Regions from separate parts of the Zea mays genome. Here region 2 is linked to region 1. A link is a contact called in public Hi-C data. All regions are on one chromosome and are shown on one strand. The core of a region is the stretch at or near the end of the contact, and the rest is flanking DNA. Distances in the headings are between cores, read along the strand shown.

Evidence for each region. Hi-C and Micro-C count contacts between places; a contact is called where the count stands out from the background.
Region 2: a Hi-C map of leaf shows a contact between it and region 1, with 3 times the contacts expected there. The contact joins the enhancer-like site here to the promoter of LOC100193423 in region 1. A contact is called at or near these places in 10 of 25 Hi-C or Micro-C datasets (ear, leaf, root tip and 2 more).

Annotation. Positions count from the first base shown.
Region 1 is chr5:82,771,575-82,774,918 of Zm-B73-REFERENCE-NAM-5.0, reverse strand. LOC100193423 (VIN3-like protein 2) reads left to right here and starts at 1,481. Exons shown (of 4, transcript NM_001310443.1): 1 at 1,481-1,686. The coding sequence starts at 1,668.
Region 2 is chr5:82,820,711-82,824,054 of Zm-B73-REFERENCE-NAM-5.0, reverse strand. No RefSeq gene overlaps it. Among protein-coding and RNA genes, the nearest start is that of LOC103626631, 49 kb to the left of the region's middle. Within about 2 kb of position 1,539, at least 17 of the 20 cell types and tissues checked have an H3K27ac peak or open chromatin away from gene starts, as enhancers often do. A contact at or near this core is called in ear, leaf, seedling and 1 more, where this site is marked.

The DNA of each region.
Region 1 (3,344 bases), core at 232-2,731:
ATATATATATATATATACCACATTTATAATTTGTTATACAACCGAAAACAACCTAGCACGTTTAGAAACTTCACAACCAGTCAGGGGCGGATCTTAAGGGGGATTGGAGGCTCTAGTAGTGATGGCAACAAATAAACTATCCATAGATAATGACTCTGGACATCCATATCTGAGACTTAACTCGATACCCGAATATGTATCTGTTATCCGCCACAGATAAAAAACCATACCCACATTCGCTACCCGCGGACAACAGATATCCAAAGATATATACGTTTGCCCATTAGCCACATACACCAGTTTTAAATCCTGCAAATCCAAATATGACGATAATTGATTTGTCCAACAAATTCAAATATGATAAAGACGTAAAGCGGCATAGAATTTGTGCATCAAATCAAATCTGATACAAGCATAGAATTTGTCACCGACATACAACGACATAGAATTTATCACCGCCAAAGGCTGCTCGCACTATGGCGATTGGGAACTAGGAAGGATCGATGAGTGATGGGGTTGGGTTGGTGGGACTTGGGTCTTGGGTATGTAGTGTGCGGATGGGGATGGGGATGGGTGGAAACCCTAGCGACCCACATGTCAAGTTAACCTGTAATTGGATATTCGGGTATGTATAATATTTTTATATCCGTTCTATAAATATGCGTGGATATTAGGTGCTACTCGTATTCGTATTTGTGGGTACAGACTTGTATCAAATCCATACCGAATGAGTTTTTTTATGCTCGGGTGTGCAGATAAATCATATCCATGCCATCCCTAGGCTCTAGCTCCCTCACATCCATGAAACTCTATTGGAGAAAGAGATGAAGAGTAGATAAAAAGAGAAGAGAAAGAAGAAAAAGAGAGGGGAAAAAAATAAGCCTCATCTTAGTCATCTACCAAGTTATGCTGCCTGCCATAGTTCACCAGAAAATCAGCTTATCATTTCTGGGTCCGCTATTACTGTCAGTGTCAGTGATAGACTTAGAACTGCACGGTTCACATCACTTGACCTAAGCTTAACTGCATCCGCACGGTATGCACTATGCCCACATGCCACAGCCACACATGGATGTGTACGTACTGATTCTCGTCATTATCACAAATATGTGCTGCGTGTTGTCGTTGTTACATCACCTATACGGCATAGAGACATCATAATTCATACATACCTTTTACTTTTAGCCTCGCCGGTTCGAAGAGTTGCCCAACAACCCCTCTCGTTTCAAAGTCATCGAGGCTAATGAGATTATCGGCTAAAAAACCGCGGTCTCCTGCCAAACTAATTTGACCCTAGCTAATAACCGTCCCATCGAAACTAGCGGCCCACCGGCCGGCGGCCGCCGCCCGTTCAACGAACGAGTAGCGGGACAGCTCAGGAATACGTGGGAACTCGGGGGTGTCCACCGCAAAAGCGGCACCATCGCGTCGTCGATCCGCGTGCCGAGTCCCAAGGCCGGGCGTTAACCCCGCGTGGTCGCGTGCAGCAGCCAGCCAGCCAGCGCCCCCTGCTCTGCTCTGCCCAGCGGGAGGACAGGAGAGAGGAGTCCACGCGAGCGGAGAGGAGAGGAGAGGGAGAAGAACGAGGGAGAGGAGAGAGATCTCCCCCCACCCACCCCGACCCTTCCTCCTCCCCTCGGCCTCTCCGGCGGGCGGGCAATTCGGCCATGGATCCCCCACGCGGAGGTCAGCACCCCTCCTCCCTTCCCTCCTTCCACGGTTTCCCTATCCCCGTACTTCTCCGCGCCGCGGTCGCCGCGCGCGCGGCTCGATCCGCGCGACCGGTGGTTCGCCCCACGGGTCTCCGCGTGCGGCCACGGCCGATTGGCCGCTGCGGAGCGGGATTCTCCGTTCGAGTCCCGCCGTCGAGGTTCCATGTCTCTCTCCTCTCTCTCTCTCTCTCTCGCGCGCGCGCTGGTCGCAGCGGCGGCGGGCCATCCTTCGTGCCCCGCGCGGCGCACGAGGCCGCCGCCGAATCCCAGATTTATCGTGCATGCGCGGCGCCTGGCGGTTCCCGCGCTTCGGATTGCTGGTCGGGATAGTCCGGTCGCCGACGCGTGGAGAGGACGGGCTCGGGCGCGGCGCGCGCGCGGGGGCGGGGATGCCGCCGCCGCCGGCAACGTTAGATTCGCGTGCATGCGGCGGTGGCTACTCGGTACTCGCATTGCGGCCGGGGGGATTCGGCGCCTTTACGTCGCTGTCCGGGGATGTACGTGTCCGCATCTGCCGCCCCGTTTGGTGGCACCCGGTGGTGGTAGCGAAGTATCTCTTTTTGGGACGGAAGAAAGGCCTGGGTCAGCCTCAGCTGCTGGGGGCGGCGGCTGCTGCTGCTGCTGCGGTTCGTGGACTTGGATGCCCATTGTGTGATTCCCATCGCGTTGACCGGGCCGTGTGGGATATTTATTCGGATGCACCGCTTTGTTCTTGGTTGTGTGGCCGCTTTAGGTTGGTGGAGGGTGTTGTGTGTTGATTTCGTTTGTTATACAGATTTACAGAGGGTTTACGATTCTTAGCATTGTTGCCGCCATTGTTGCTGTCTATAGGTAGACGCTACAAGTAGGAGGCTCCTAAGACCAACTTCACCGGGCTCCGTTAATTGCTATCTATCCGTTTTTTTCCGCGTCCAATAGCACTGTTTATGTGTCCAACAGACATCGTATCCAGGCATGGAAAATGCAAGCAGATTCATCCGCTCCGTATGTTGGCGTTGTCTCTCTACTCCCTGCAGTTCAACCACCACCTTCATTCGATCCCCCGTGACTGTAGCGTGCCTCTGCGAGGCCCCTCGATGACGTGCGCCTGCAGGCCGGCGAGGATCCTTTTGAGGTTACCGGAGGTGATGGATGAGGAGGGAAGGAGGTCGTCGAGGCCGGCGCCGAGCCTGCGAATGCCGCCATGGATGGCGGTGTTGGCAGAAGTTAAGGACTGGGGGAAGGGAATGTTGGCGTCAGTGGCGGACCCAGGAACTGATGACAGCCTAGGCGAGAATACGGTGTGATCCCCACGCCTGTGCTCGTGCCACGTGCTGCTTGCTTCCGTGCACTATGCTCGCGCCTTGCCCTCCATTGCAGCCGGCGAGCCAGCCCAGGCCACCGCCTGCGGTGCCTGGGTGGTGAGTCCGCCCCTGGTTGGCGTCGTAATTGGGGGTAGGGGAAGAAGGGTGGTCGGAGGAGGACGGGTCCGAGTCCTTTCCCTTGTTGCGCATGCGTCAGTGGCGGTGGTGAGGGCTCCTCGGACGGGCACCGACGCTTGGCCACGGAGCTCCACCTGGTGGCGCGCAAAGCAACCGTCGCTCGAAGGGGAGAGCGACACGGGCCGTTATCAGGATGCTGCTGACAAGGGGA
Region 2 (3,344 bases), core at 290-2,789, 49 kb before region 1:
TTTATTGGTTTTTAATCCAAACGGTTAAAATGCAAGCTAGCACGCGCGGCGGGAGCGTGTGATATGTGGCTACAGCGGGAAGGGCAGGCCGAAGAGGTCAGAAAGAGGATTGCCGGCCAGAAGCTAGCGGGCGTTTGCGCCTGATGAACATGTGAAGTGCGGCCCGCTGGCCCATAGCGAAGGCCCAACAGTAGCCCGGAGAGTGGCGTGAGACGATGATGAATGCTGTTATGTTTGAAATCTGCATTCCGATGGTTCCCTTCCCAAAACTGCGATCCCTCTGTGTGTGTGTCTGCTGCTGACAGGGATCCGTGTACGTGCATGGTGTCAGACACCGCTATCGGCGACACGTACGCATGCATGCATGCCTCTGCTCGACTTGCTCCTGGACTCCTGGTCGAGGTCGAGACGGAGCCGGAGATGCCATGCGTCTCCATCTCCGAAACGAATCGAACCGCTGCTGCCATGCCTTTATTGAAGGGAAAGCCGTCGTCCGTTGAGGCGGGCGGGGATCGACCCTTTTCCGTTCCGTTGCATAATTGCATTGCATCCACTCGCCCGCCCGCTGACGCTATATATATAAAAGTATATATCTATTTAGGTCGGATTGGGGGCCCTACTAACTTTGGGGGCCCTGAGCGACGGCATACACTGCCTACCCTCAGGGCCGGGCCTGGCTGTCGTCTCCTCTTGTTTTGGGAATCCATATTTTAATATCCCGGCGGAGAGCGACGTATGCCTCCGTCACCACGTGCACTGCAAGCGGTGATAAAAAGATACTCCTCCGTTCCAAAATACAAGTCATTCCTATATTTTTGGAGAGCCAAAGTTTTTTAAATTTAACCAAAAGTATAACAAGAATCATAAAGATTTATGATATATAATCGATATAGTATAAAAATATATTTAATGAATAATCTAATGATATACATTAGGTATCGTAAATATTATTACTTCATTGTAAATTTGGTCAAATTTAAAAAAAGAAATCGTCAACACTCTAAAAATTAAAAATTTTAGAATGGCTTATATTGTATGACAAATGGAGTAGATAGGTAAGAGTATGTGGGTGGACGTGGGGCGGGCGGCTACACGACACTGTCATTGCCATTGCCGATTGTTGTACTCCATCCGTCCTAGAATAATGTGACATGACCACCTTTTCCCTATCTACTACTACTACTAGACCTTTAATGCGTATAAGCAACGGTTTCTAGCTGCAATGATGTTATATATGAAGTTTAGAAATAGTTAAAAAAAAATAACATGCAAAGCAAAATAACATGGCGATGTACACCTGATACACAGGTTTGATTAGAATGTGTCAGCAGGTGCTGCGGTACAGGGGAAACAGAAAAAAATACCTAGAATAAAGAAGATTAGAAGAAGCAGCCAGGAGTGTGTACGTACCATCCATAATAGGAGTAGCAGGAGTCCTGCCCTCTCAAAGGCGAGGGAGTGAAGGAAGAAGAAGAAGCCACACGTCGCGCGGGAGGGGTTGGCTCGGAAGACGAGAGGAGAGGCTGCTGCTCGTGGTGGTACTCGCACGCACCAACCCACGCCAACGCCACTCGCGAGGCGGTGGGGGGAGTCGTTGGCGCGCATCTTCAAGTCCATTAATTAATTAACCCAACGTCCGCGGCCCGCGCTCACGTCACGTCTCGCTCCGACTTAATTAAATTAAAACAAACAATATATGCACTGCACCATTATTATTTTTATATATATACTCGCTCCGATTTCATACAGTATTTGTTTGCTGGACAATTACATTTGCGGGGAGGCCCCTCCCGGTCCGCCTTATTCGCTTCTCAGTCCCGCTGCTGTCCATTGCCCGCTGAGGTGCTGAGGCTCCTCTGGGTTCCTGGCAGGCACGGTGTCCGCCAGATTTCATGTGCCACCGTCCACTCAAAAAATCGATCGATTGCGCGTGTAACTGTGCAGTACATCACATACGTACGTACGCCGCCCTTGTCTTACAAAGGCTCTTCAATTTCTGGCCAAAAACATTGTTTTGTCGCCGTACTGCCAGTACCAACTATATGCAGCGCGCTGTGTTCAACTTCTGTAAAGGCAAACTTCGGTTCAATTCTTTCTCTTTCTTTCTTTCTACCCTAAGCTGTTTTACTAACTAGTAGCTTTCATCATCTTTCGTGTACCCATATGCCGCTACCACTAGATTGATCTCTTGTTTTTTTTCCCTCTCCTAGACACGACGAGAGTTAGACTGTCTTCAGCAACGTTCTCTATATACATCATCTATATCCGTCATTTACAGTCTTCTCTAAAAGATTTTATCCCCTATATCTACTTTCTCTCCAACAACGTCCACTAAATCACGTCCTCTATAGGTAAATACCTATATTAAAGACATTTTTAATTTTTTTTAATTTTTGTACATACGTATTTGTCATACTCTCAAATATATTGTACATATTTTAGTTTTATTAAACCGGTTGTTTAAAGTATTCAAATAGATAGAGAACCATTTAGAGAAACTCTACATATAGAGAATCTAGCAGCGTTTTCTAAATTTAGAGGACCGTTTAGAGAACGTTGCTGGAGGGAGTAGAGGATGTCCTCGTCCGCTAAATTTAGGGTACAGGACCCTTTAGAGCTCCTTGTTGGAGCTAGTCTTAGGTGCAACCGTTCAAAGTATTTTAACTTTTACGTCACACGTCTCTTAAGGTTTAGAGGTGTGTTTGTTTAAAATTATAATACGCTTAGGTTATATATTTCAACAAATTTTAAATTTAATTTAAAATTTATTGGATTATAAGTTTAATATTTATTGGATTATATAATTTGGACACATTATATTTTCAAACAGACACCCCTTACTAGTAGTAGCATCGAGAAGAGAGGTAGTGGATCCTTAAAATAAAAAAATAGAGAAAAGGATACTAATCTCTACTATCTATTAAGATGATAGTGTAGACTACGGCTATGCCCCCGTCTCCCCTCCGCGCTCGCACGCACCCTGTTCCCTCGCCCGCACAAACCGCCCCATCCGCGAGCGCGGAGGGAACGCAGATCGAGCATAGAACCTGCACTCGGCGACCACGGGCGAATGGAACCGAGATCTCGCAATGCGGGGGAAGGAGCTCACCTCCGAACTCGTCGCCCAGATCCGGGCCCTCCTTGCCACCACCCCGCCCCGCGAAGGGCGGGAGCCAGAAGAGCGCCGACAGCAGCACGGCCACCCCGAGCACGAGTGTCGCAACGCATTGCAGCCGAATCACCCTCGCCGCTCCTCCTTCTCTTCCGCACCAGCAGCAGAAGCGGTCGCCCCTGCTTCCTCCTGCGCCTTCGCCTGCGCCGCCGCCCGCCCCGTCCGGCGTCTG